2 separate regions of the Triticum aestivum genome follow, and region 2 is linked to region 1. Evidence: chromatin contacts called from public Hi-C data. All regions are on one chromosome and are shown on one strand. The core of a region is the stretch at or near the end of the contact, and the rest is flanking DNA. Distances in the headings are between cores, read along the strand shown. Region 1 holds the start of LOC123062853 (proline iminopeptidase). Region 2 holds the start of LOC123062858 (CBL-interacting protein kinase 19).

Region 1 (6,322 bases), core at 2,717-5,216:
CTCCGGAGTTTCTCATTTTTCTGACAGACTTTAACCTTCTCTGAACGTGTCTTGATGACTTCATGTTATCCTTTGAGCTGCTCACTTTCGTGATCACAGTTTGATTGTCGCAGTTCATAAGAATACCCGGTACAGGTTTCTCAACAACCAGCAAGTCATTCAAGAGCCGGTGAAGCCAATCTGCTTCGACCGTAGCTGTATCTAGTGCTGTGAGTTCTGCTTCCATTGTTGACCTCGCTAAGATGGTCTGCTTGCAAGACTTCCAAGAAACAGCGTCACCTCCATGAGTGAATACATAACCGCTCGTGGCCTTTATCTCATCAGCATCTGAGATCCAGTTTGAGTCACTATACCCTTCAAGCACCTTTGGGTGCCCGGTGTAGTGAATTCCATAATTTGCAGTGCCTTTCAAATAACGCAAAACTCTCTCTAGAGCTTTCCAATGCACATCTCCTGGTTTTGAGACAAACCGACTCAATTTGCTAACAGCAAAAAAGATGTCAGGTCTTGTAGCACTTGCTAAGTACATAAGCGAGCCAATAATCTGAGGATATTTCAATTGATCTCTAGCAATTCTTTGATTCTTTCGAAGTAACACACTCGCATCATATGGTGTTGGAGAGGGCTTGCAGTCACTATAGCCAAAGCGACTCAAGATCTTTTCCACATAGTGAGATTGAAGCAATGTAATCCCACCATCATCGTCTCTCAACAACTTGATGTTCAGAATGACATCAGCCACTCCTAAATCCTTCATCTCAAAACAATGAGATAGGAAATCCTTGACCTCCTTAATAACATTCAGATTTGTTCCGAAAATCAGTATGTCATCAACATACAAGCACAGGATAACTCCCTCGCCCCCACCATGGCGATAGTACACACATTTGTCAGCTTCGTTCACAACAGAGCCTGCAGCTGTTAAAGTTCTTTCAAACTTCTCATGCCACTGTTTGGGTGCTTGCTTAAGTCCGTACAAAGACTTCAGCAACTTGCACACTTTCCCTTCCTCACCATCTAGTACAAACCCATCTGGTTGTTCCATATAAATTTCCTCGTCCAACTCTCCATTTAGGAAAGCAGTCTTAACATCCATTTGATGAACGAGAAGGCCATGCAAGGCAGCTAGTGAAAGTAGAACTGGAATAGTGGTCAGTCGAGCCACAGGTGAGTAAGTATCAAAGAAGTCTTCACCTTCCTTTTGGGTATAACCCTTAGCCACGAGCCGAGCCTTGTACTTCTCAATAGTACCATCAGGCCTAAGCTTCTTCTTAAATACCCATTTGCATCCTATAGGTTTGCACCCATAAGGACAATCAGTTATCTCCCAGGTTTCATTCGCCAAGATGGAATCCATCTCGCTACGAACCGCTTCCTTCCAGTAGTCAGCATCTTCAGATGCATAGGCCTCTGAAATAGAACTGGGAGTGTCATCTATGAGATACACAAGAAAATCATCACCAAAGGACTTTGCAATCCTTCATCTCTTTCTCCTAGTAGGAACTTCATTGTTCTCCTCCACAGGACTTTCAAAGTGTTCTATCGAAATGGTAGGTTTGGTAATTGTAACTGGTTCCTAATTCGATGAACTAGGCATCTCCTGATTAGATGAGGTAGCCATATCCTTCATGGGAAAGATATCTTCAAAGAAAGTCTCATCATTCGACTCCATGATCGTACCGACATGCATGTCAAGTACCTCAGATTTTACAACCAAGAATCTATAGCCAATGCTATGGAAAGCATATCCCAGGAAAACACAATCCACAGTCTTTGGTCCAAGCTTCCGCTTCTTTGAAATTGGAGCATTGACTTTCGCTAAACAACCCCGTGTTCGCAGATAAGAGAGTTTTAACCTTTTCTTCTCCCATTCCTCGAATGGAGTTATCTCTTTGTTCTTTGTGGGGACTCGGTTCAGGACATGACATGCTGTCAATATCGCCTCCCCCCACCATGCCTTGGAGAGACCCGATGTATCTAACATGGCGTTAACCAAATCAGTTAGAGTACGGTTCTTTCTTTCGGCCACCCCATTTGACTGAGGTGAGTAGGGAGGAGTCCTCTCATGGATTATACCATGTTCTGCACAAAAAGCATCAAACTCATTGGAAAAATACTCTCCACCACGGTCGGACCTAAGCCTCTTGATTTTTGATCAAGTTGGTTTTCCACTTCAGCTTTATAGATCTTGAAAAAGTTCAAAGCCTCATCCTTAGATTTCAGAAGATACACACGGCAGTATCTAGTGGAGTCATCAATTAACGTCATGAAATATTTCTTTCCACCTTTTGTCAACACACCATTCATTTCACATAGATCTGAATGTATGAGCTCTAGTGGTACAAGGTTTCTTATTTCCGCAGTCGTGTGAGACTTACGAGGTTGCTTAGCTTGCACACACACTTGACACTTAGATCCCTTGACGGTGGTGAAACTAGGGATTAAGTTCAACTTCGCTAGTCGCGGCATGCAACCAAAGTTAACATGACAAAGACGTGAATGCCACACATTGGATTCACTATTGTTGCAAATATGATTAACAACTTTATTGCAAACGTCTGATAAGGATAAACGAAACAAGCCTCCTGACTCATAGCCTTTACCAACAAAGGTTCCATACTTGGATATTACAAATTTATTCGACTCAAAGACAGGCTTGTAGCCATCTCTACACAGAAGAGATCCGCTAACAAGATTTTTATTGACGGAGGGGACATAATGCACGTTCTTCAGCCGCACGATCTTCCCCAAAGTAAACTTCAGATCGACCATGCCAACACCACGAACAGAAGCACTTGAACTGTTGCCCATCAGCACGGTTGAAGTCCCTACGGTCTGATAAGATGAAAACATGGAAATATCACTGCATACATGCACATTAGCACCCGTGTCAATCAACCAGTCAGGAGAATAACATACTGAAAGAATAGTGGGAAATATACCATACCCAGCATCCTTCATGTCAGTGTCTCCAATGACAACATTAGCGGTCTTGCCGCCTTTCCCAGGATGACGCTTGTCAAAGTGATTAGGGCAACTAGGAGCCCAATGATCAGGATCCCCACACACATGACAAGCACCTTTCTTCTTGCCATTCTTCTTCTTGAAGTTCGTGTGTTGCACAGCCTTGTTCTTCCCATCAAACTTTGCTTTTCCATCAAACTTGCCCTTGTTCTTTAACTTGTGGGGCTGAAAGTTCTGCTTCTGTACCACATTGGCACTAGATCCTTCCTCAATACCTCGAGCACGTGTGTCCTTTGCTCTCGCCTTTTCTTCCACATCAAGAGTGCCAATGAGATCTAGGACGGAAAACTCCTGCCTCTTATGCTTCAGCAAGGTAGCAAAGTTCCTCCATGAAGGAGGAAGCTTAGTGATGATACCTCCGGCAACAAACTTGTCCGGTAGCATACAACTGAAGTGCTCAAGTTCTCTAGCAAATGACTGTATCTCATGAGCTTGCTCAACCACGGAGCGCTCTTCAGTCATCCTGTAATCATAGAATTGCTCCATGATGTACAACTCAGTGCCAGCATCCGAGACCCCAAACTTGGCCTCGAGTGCATCCCACATATCTTTTCCATTATCAATTGACGCATAAGCATCAACTATGTTCTCACCAAGAACACTCAAGAGAGCAGCCTTAAACAGAGTATCCATTTTCTGAAAAGCTTGTGCCTGTTGAGGATCAAGCTCTCCTTCAGGTTTGCCGAGAGTGGCGTCATAGCAACTCATGGTTTGAAACCATAAGACTGCTCTCACGCGCCACCTCTTATAGTGGATACCCTCAAACATAGGAGGTCGGCTCATTCCCGCAACCCGCGGCGCGGCGCGTCGTGACGAGGCGTGGCGAGACGGGCGGCGAAGGAGCGCGCGTGGATATCCCTCTTATTCTCATGCTCGTACACACCCGCGCGAGCACTTTTTACCACCCGCCACCCGGCCGGCCGTGGAGTGGATGGATCGACCGGCGGGCGCCACTCCACACCCCACTCGCCAGAACGGAAACGAAAAAAGGAAACGGAAAACCACCCAAATGATCCGCCCACTCTCTCTTCCCCTCCTCCTCCTCCGCTGTCCCGCCCCCGCACGCCTCTCGCGCCCGCCGCCTCCTCCCCCACCCCCTCCCCAAGGTAACCGCCATCATCTCCTCGATCCCCACGATCCCAGCCTTATCTCCATGACCTTCTTCTACAACTAGATCTCCCTCTCCCTCTTCCAGGAGCACAGGCCCCAGGGAACTGCCGTCTTCTCCGCGCCCACGGCAGGCCGCAGAGGCACCGCCGCCGACCCCGCTCCTCCTCCGGCGCCAGCGCCAGCCTCTCCGTCTCCGGCCCGGAGATGGATCCCGCCGCGCGGAAGGATCTGTACCCGCACGTCGAGCCCTTCGACACCGGCCGCCTCAGGGTCTCCGACGTCCACACCATCTACTACGAGCAGTCCGGGAACCCCGGGGGCCACGTGAGCGCCACCACCAACCCCCCTGCCCCGGCGCCAATGCGCCCCTCCCCCTCCCCCTCCTCCTCCACTGTTCCTTGTTGTCTGACAAAACCAGGCTGAGTTTTGTTCTATCCGCAGCCCGTCGTCTTCCTCCACGGGGGTCCTGGGGCCGGCACGTCGCCGGGCAACCGCAGGTTCTTCGACCCGGAGTTCTACAGGATCGTGCTGTTCGACCAGGTTAGTGTCGATCCCCTCTTATCTCTGTTTACCCGTGTTCTGGGGAGATCCGACTGCGGTGCCGGTGCTTAATTTGCGTTTGTGTTTGACTGCAGAGAGGCGCCGGCAAGAGCACTCCCCATGCTTGTCTAGAGGAGAACACCACCTGGGACCTGGTGGCTGACATCGAGAAGCTCAGGCAGCACCTCGACATTCCAGAGTGGCAGGCAATTGCAATTACATCTTCTTCTCAGGAATTTGTTTGCTTGTATGGCTATCATTCAGTAAATAAATTCACTAGTTATGGGGGATAATGTAGGTGTTCGGCGGTTCATGGGGAAGCACCTTGGCCCTCGCCTACAGCCAGACTCACCCTGATAAGGTCAGTAATTTACTGTCTGCCGCATTCTCGTGTGAGCCTGAATTTAGGAGCAAAAAGAGTTAGTATACTGTAGGCTCTGCTAATACTATCCCTGATGGTTTACAGGTCACTGGCATTGTTTTAAGAGGCATTTTCTTGCTTAGGAAAAAGGAGCTTGAGGCTCTGCTAATACTATCCCTGATGGTTTACAGGTCACTGGCATTGTTTTAAGAGGCATTTTCTTGCTTAGGAAAAAGGAGCTTGATTGGTTCTACGAGGGCGGTGCAGCAGCTGTTTTCCCAGATGGTATGTTGTGCTATGATAATGATTATGAAGAAAACTTGGTTAAATGTTAGCAGGCAATTGAAAAATTACATGTAGTTCTGTTCATTATGTCCATTAGAGCAATTCCACTCAAAGAGTTGAAGTTGTCCAAAATAGTACTGAAAGAATTGAAGAGCAGGCAGCCTTTTTAGCCAAAGCCACTCATGTTTTCTTCTGAAACACAAACATTGTATTTTGCAGTATGCAGTTGTTGTGCGAATAGATTTGCTTACTTTAATTTTAATATGCAGCATGGGAACCATTTAGAGATTTTATTCCTGAGGACGAAAGGAATTGTTTCATAGCTGCTTACAGCAAAAGGCTAACTTCCTCTGATGCTGATGTCCAGGTAGACTCATCTATCTATGTTATGCTATATATTTGATGGGTTCCTTTTTGTAGCTTCCACATACTTCCTCCTTTTCATTGCTTATGGTTGAAACATATACCGGTGCCTACATTGGTTTCCTGATGAACAGAAGTTAATTGTGACTGTTTGACCATTTAGATTGAAGCTGCTAAAAGATGGACAACGTGGGAGATGATGACTGCACATCTTCTTCAAAATCACGAGAACATTAAACGAGGGGAGGATGACAAATTTTCATTGGCAAGTACTTCCACAAGCATCAAGTTTTCCTTTTGGGATCACAGTTGCTTCATATGTTCATCAGATTACATTATTTTATTTTTACTGTTGGCCAACTAGTATCATTATCATAAAAAAAATATTTACAGTTGTTAGCATTTTTTAGGGAATAATACAATAGTGCCTTTGAAGGGCTCTTTTGGAACTGAAATCCTTGTTCCAATGCTAGTGCACTGATAAGTGTCGAATGTTTCTTTAGATGTCTGCAATGACTTCTTTTGCTTTTAAGGTTACACACCACAAGATGTTTGTCTATACACACTTTGGATGTTGTAGTACTTTACTGTCTTGATACTTTCTATTGTATATTTGGTAACACATGATTAACTTTCTTC
Region 2 (6,322 bases), core at 3,400-5,899, 280 kb before region 1:
TCTGGACGTTTGCGGGCAATTTAAGAGTCAGCGTTGAAGATGCCCTTACTGGACCACCATGTATGTTGTACAGCAAGAATCTCAGACTTTTTCTCCGGTTTGAATCGAACCCGCGTCTTGCTTCAGAACGACATTTCTATGCAACCAAATTCAAGCTGACTATTTATAGTCTGGTGTTCCAAGTCAAGATCCTTCCTACCAATAGCGTTGGCGGGTACCATTCTAGGCAACCAAACTCTTAGAGACAACGCCAGTGGTAGCGCAACTAGATAGAGAAACTTCTCCGTGTGACTGAAACCGGCCAACCTGCAACCAATAACAAGATGTCAGACCCGTTTTATGTATGATATATGAAGACCAAATCAACATCTTATCTTCCTGTCATCACAACTTTTCACATTTTTAGATAACAGAAATTAAGAGTGCCAGACATCAATCCGCATCCCTCGATCACTATCGAAATGATAACTGAATATGGATATGAAATTGCTTCACACACGATACCAACCCGACGCTGTCATGTATCGTCAGATTTGCTTCTCACGTTCGATCAAAGGACACAGCTCGGGCGAGAAATCGTCGTGTGTATAGCACTTCCCATATGGATGCAATAGAATGGGATAAGAATTTACAGGAAACATGAGCCTCATGTAAACTAAAGGCCTGTTCGGCCCTCCTCCGCTCCACACTCTTGCTTCGGGAGCTGGCGGACCACAAGTCAAAAATCCCGGAGCGGGGGAATAGCTGCTCTGCAGATCCTCAAATTTGGTGGTGCTAGTGGATCACCGAACAGCTCCTAAGTATAAACACAATCCAAGATAATAGGATAATAATCACCAAACACAACTGTCAAACGATTCAGCGAAGCAGTGACTTCCAAGGATGTACTGCCACAGGCTATTGATTTCACTCACGCCTATATGTCTTTATGTGATTGCCAGCGCTTAGCCTTTCTAACTGGCAACTGCAGCCTAGATCCTTGTTCAGCAAAGAGCGACAACAGATGGCATGCCTTGTTGATGAGCAGAGAGAGAAAAATCAACATTTCTGTTATTTAATGAACATGAATCAGCATGACAACCTTATGCAGATGGCATGCCTTGTTGATGAGCAGAGAGGAAAAAAAATCAACATTTCTGTTATTTAATGAAACATGAAAAGGTAGCCAGCATGACAACCTTATGCGCATTCTGTTATGCACAACATTGGTATTTCTGAAGCATTTCCCTTCCTTCACGCCACATTGCAATTTCCCAATCAATCTACTTGTAAATTTATTTGATGGAGTGAATTAATAAACAAGAAAAGGTGGCATAGTAGGTATTCACACGATCAGTTTGCCGGTATGTACATCTTCAAAACTGGATAAGAACACATCCATAATCGAAGATCAGAAATTAACCATGCCATCTTTTTTTTCACTGCATTCAGCTACCATTCATCATCACAGTTACTGGTATGATTGAGCTCCTATTACCCCAGTGTTGGAAGGTGCTTATTGCACCTCCTCTGAAACAACATATCAACCTTTGATGTACATGGAGTAGATTGGCATAGACATATGTAACACAAATAATTCAGTAAATGTTTATATCCCTGACCCCTAACCTGGCCAACTTTACCTTATTCAGTGTGACAACTGTATGCATTCAGCTAAAAATAGATCTTTTGTCACAATTCTTGGCCTGGTTGAGCTATTATCCCTTTGTAATTTGTCACGCCATACTGTTCTTATATTAGTTATATTATTATAACAATTAAGTTATGTTATCAAATTTCATATGATTACATAAGAAAACTTATCAAGTGTCCAGTTGCTTGGAAGCTACTGTACTTAATTGTACCTCTCTGAAATAACATATCAACCTCTGATGTACATGGAATAGATTAGGAATAGGCATATGCAACATAAAATATTTAGTAAATGCTTATATCCTGACCCCTAAACTTCACCTTATTCAGTGTGATGCCTGCTCTAACTTTATTCATATAACAGTGTCCAATCTTAAGCCCCAGTGGCCTACATTGACCATCCTCCAACCTTGACACATTCCTCGCAGCCCCTCCTGCCCTATCGTCCCATCCAACTCCAGAATCATGGTACATGCTAAGTGTCTTACCTATTCTCGCATACACGACTATACAGGAGCACAGAACCATTGGTCCTCTTCATTTGCAATGTTTGACGCAGAAAAGGATATGCACTAAACTTCAGTTTGTCTTTCCTTTTTCTGGACCAACAGGTTTGGAATTAATAGACGATTATTAGAATATGCAAGTAACTTACCGCACCTCTTTCTGAATAACACTGATATGTAACATATGTTTGTGACCTTGCAGGAACAGGAATTGAATTGTTTGCAACCCTTCGCTTCTGCTCGGTTTCTGTCAAGACCAACTTGACTCAGAAGAATGAGAGGGAATAACACGATTTTGTACTAATTTCAAAGATAAGAAAGCCAAGTTGATCTATAGAGTAGATTCAAATTTCAGAGCTTTGTTCAACTGAAACGATCATCAGTAGAGCATGACTTCCTCAGATCTTATTTTGTTTTGATAAAACAGAATGGTAGTATATCGCTGAAGCTGGACATTGGCGAGCCAATGGCCATTCTGCTTTTGATGTGATGGTTATTTGATGAAAGCTGAGATAAGAAGTTACACAACAGCTATAATACTCGTAAGTCTAGCACTCACGAAAGTTCCAATGGTACATTACTTTTTAAGAGATGAGTTAATTACAGATGAAATTTGTAAATTATTATGAATAAAGCATAATTTAACATGAGCACTTGAGCTAGGATAAACATTGATAATGTAGAGAAAGCGAAGTCCACAACTCCCTTTAGACTGTATATATGTATGTAACAACTACAACAAACACAGTAAACGCTAGCATAAAAAATTCTGGATTGCAAAAATGAATAATACTAACACAAAGGGACTAAGGAATACGAATGGCATTTTTCTGCTCAGGTCCCATGCTTAAACATATAAAAGACACATCCTTTTAATCCAAAATTTCTTTGTATTCCTTTCAAGCAAGAGAGCTACCTTTAGAACTACTCCGTATCAGAAGGTACATTTCGAGCCGAGCCCTGTTGGTGGTGCACGAGAGGCTCCATCCCAGGTTTCAACTCCTTGTTGCAGAAGTCATCATACTCTGCCTTATCCCCAGCCTTCTTCTTCACCTCCAACACCAAGAGGCTTGGTGTAAGCTCAAATATCTCAGCCCCAATCGTCAATGGCCCCTTCTCCCCTTCCCTGGTGCCTTCTATGCTTACGCGCCAGTCCTTGCGCCGAATGGAGAAGCTCTTCATCTTGGCAATCTCCTCCAATTTTGTAACAATGGTTTCCATGGGCTGTGCTGAGATGAATCTCACTTCGCTCCCTCGCTCCTCGAACAGCCCTGATAGATCAAATCCCTTGGAGAAGGATATGATATCGAAAGCGTTGAGGCTTGCTGGCCGTGTGAGACGCCCGGCAGGCCGCTGCCGCTCCTCGGACGACAGCGTGGCAGGGCAGGATGCGACGGAGGAATCCGACTCCCACCCTGAGTCATCATCCTCTTGCTGCGGTGGTGGTGGCAGCGGTGGCGGAAGAGGAGGAGGAGGCGGCGGCTCGGTAGGTTCGACGAGACCCAGCTCCTCACTCTCACCGTCCCCTAAGCTGTGCAGCTGATCGTCCTCAACATAGAACCTGACAGGCCGAAATCCCTTCTGAAACCACCTGCTCTGCATGACTTCGGCCATGGTGATCCTTGTCTCCGGGTTGGTGTCGAGAAGGCGATTCAACAGGCTGGTGAGATCTCTGGAGAACCACCTCGGGCAGCGGAATTCCCCTCTGTAAATCTTGCGGTACATGGCCATGAGGTTCTGATCATGGAAAGGGAGGTAGCCGGCCATGAGGACGAAGAGGATGACCCCGCAGGACCATATGTCGGCCTTGGCGCCGTCGTATCCGCGGCGCGCGAGCATCTCGGGCGCGACGTAGGAGGGGGTGCCGCAGAAGGTGTGGAGGAGGCCGTCGGGGTGGAACTGGTCGGCGACGGCGGAGAGGCCGAAGTCGGAGACCTTGAGGTCCCCGCGCTCGTCGACGAGGAGGTTCTCGGGCTTGAGGTCGCGGTGGAAGACGCCGCGCGCGTGGCAGAAGCCGACGGCGGAGATGAGCTGCTGGAAGTAGCGGCGGGCCGTGTCCTCCTTGAGGCGGCCCTTGGCGACGCGCGCGAAGAGCTCGCCGCCGCGGACGAACTCCATGACGAAGTAGATCTTGGACTTGGTGGCCATGACCTCGAAGAGGCGCACGATGTTGGGGTGGCGGACGCGGCGGAGGATGGTGATCTCGCGCTTGATGTGCGGGACGAGGCCGGCACGCAGCGCCTTCTCCTTGTCCAGCACCTTGATGGCGACCGTCTCGCCCGTGTCGGCGTGGCGCGCGTGGTAGACCTTGGCGAAGGTGCCGTGGCCGAGGACGCGGCCCAGCTCGTAGCGGCCGAGCAGGAGGCCGCCGCGCTTGCCGTTGCCGCTGGCGCCGGCGCCGGTGCCGCTGGCGGCGGGCCGGCCAGCGGCGGCGGCGGGACGGCGGGGCTGCGGCGACGGGTCCCGCGACGACGGCGGGGTGGCCGCCATGGGGGGCGGGACGGGCGGAGGCGCGGGGAGGGAGGCGGGTTGCGCGGGGGTGGGCGGAACGGAACGGGACCTATTTGATGCGGTTGGGGGTGGGTATGTCTGGCAGGCTCCGGAGGGCTTTCCTACCTTTTTGTTCCCTTTCTCTTCTGGTTTTTAAATGGTTTCTGCCGTGCGTTTACAGCTCAATGCCAACTTCTTTTTCTAGAGAAGGCAACAGCTCCATGCCAGTGTGTTCCTCCTCAATTCCTTCCCTTTCAGACTCGGAGTGTGGTGAAATTTCTGGGATTTTCTAGGGTTCTGCTGGTTTGGGTGGGGGAAAGACAATTGGGTGACATATAAATTCAAGTCATGTTCAAATACAACCTATTTTTAGACAAAAATGTGGTGGTGTCTGCTCGAATACGTAACTCTCAAATGAAAAAAAGATTAGTCTTTTTGCCAAGCTAACCATCGAAGATGCTAAAATTTCAATGATTTTAGCGGTGGTAAAATTTCACAGGAATCAGAACTAACGATCTTGGCACATCGAGCTTGAGAAATACTTTTGTTTTGGGAAAAAAATATAAGCAGAAGGCTCCCCAGAAAATGCATTCCCCCGCCATACGCAAACTCCATGGAACAGGATCATACAAAAATATGATTGTGTTAATTGTTCAAAATCTATACAAATATGATTAACTTAAAGTTGTACATTATTGAGTATCAAACATACATGTGTCTCACGTAGGCCTAGCTGCCTCCTCCTCAAAGAAAAGCCTAGGGTTTCTCTGTCTTCCGCATGCATGGCTGCCGGTCCGTCTCGTCTTCAGTGGCCTTAGGGCCATGGTGGCGCGAAGAATCAGACCCTTGCCGACGAGAGGGCTCAGTTTTTAGATCTTCCTTTGAGTTTTCTTAGGGTTTGTGTCCTACTCAGGAAGACAAGACTATGTCAGCTCTCTGAAGATGGAATAAGGTTTTCCCCACCAAACCCCCATCCCAGCGTTGTGTCTAGCATCGTCGATAGGCCTGCGGAGGTATTTCGCCGGCTGATTTGTCGTTGGTGGATTTGCTTGGATCTGGTTGTGGTTCGTCTATATTTGTGTGTCTTCAGGTTGGATCCTTTCGATCTACGCTACTCTTCATTGGCGGCGGTTGTTGTTCTGCTACGCTGGTCCTATGGGGCCTTAGTACACGACTTCCGGACTATCTACTACAACAAATTTTGCCCGGCTCCGACGAGGGAGGGGCGATGACGGTGACGCGCCTTCGGCTCGCTTCAGTGCTAATAGTCGTCCATAGATGGTCTACGGATCTGGATGTATTTTTAGTATTTCTAGTGTTCGTTGTGTTGTCATGATTGAAGATGAATAGAACGGAAGTTTTCTCACAAAAACAAAAGAGTATTGAACATATGTGAATTTAGTTATGTGTTGCCACAATTCTAGTCATTACAATTTTTAATCAAGGTTTGTCATCCTCAAATAATCTTCTCGAATTAGTTATGAACCGAAAAAGGTTTTACGTCTCATTTTATAGATAAAGCATCACATCAAAACATCCATACAAGTTCAGGTTCGACAAAACAAAACAAAAAAGATATTTCCTTCTACTAAATCAGCGACAATTAATATGGATCGGGGGATAGTACAACTCTTGAGGCACCAACTAAACATATGCCCAGGCAAACCAAAGGGATAGCCACTACGAAACAACAG

Evidence for each region. A called contact is a pair of places that touch in the nucleus more often than the background predicts.
Region 2: a Hi-C map of leaf shows a contact between it and region 1, with 4 times the contacts expected there. The contact joins the promoter of LOC123062858 here to the promoter of LOC123062853 in region 1. A contact is called at or near these places in 2 of 5 Hi-C or Micro-C datasets (both in leaf).

The regions. Positions count from the first base shown.
Region 1 is chr1A:523,065,532-523,071,853 of IWGSC CS RefSeq v2.1, reverse strand. LOC123062853 (proline iminopeptidase) reads left to right here and starts at 3,966. Exons shown (of 11, transcript XM_044486533.1): 1 at 3,966-4,130; 2 at 4,220-4,458; 3 at 4,576-4,674; 4 at 4,770-4,880; 5 at 4,973-5,035; 6 at 5,227-5,320; 7 at 5,590-5,687; 8 at 5,847-5,948. The coding sequence starts at 4,034.
Region 2 is chr1A:523,345,693-523,352,014 of IWGSC CS RefSeq v2.1, reverse strand. It overlaps LOC123062858 (CBL-interacting protein kinase 19), which reads right to left and starts at 4,649. Exons shown (of 3, transcript XR_006429926.1): 1 at 3,055-4,649; 2 at 2,293-2,385; 3 at 1-306.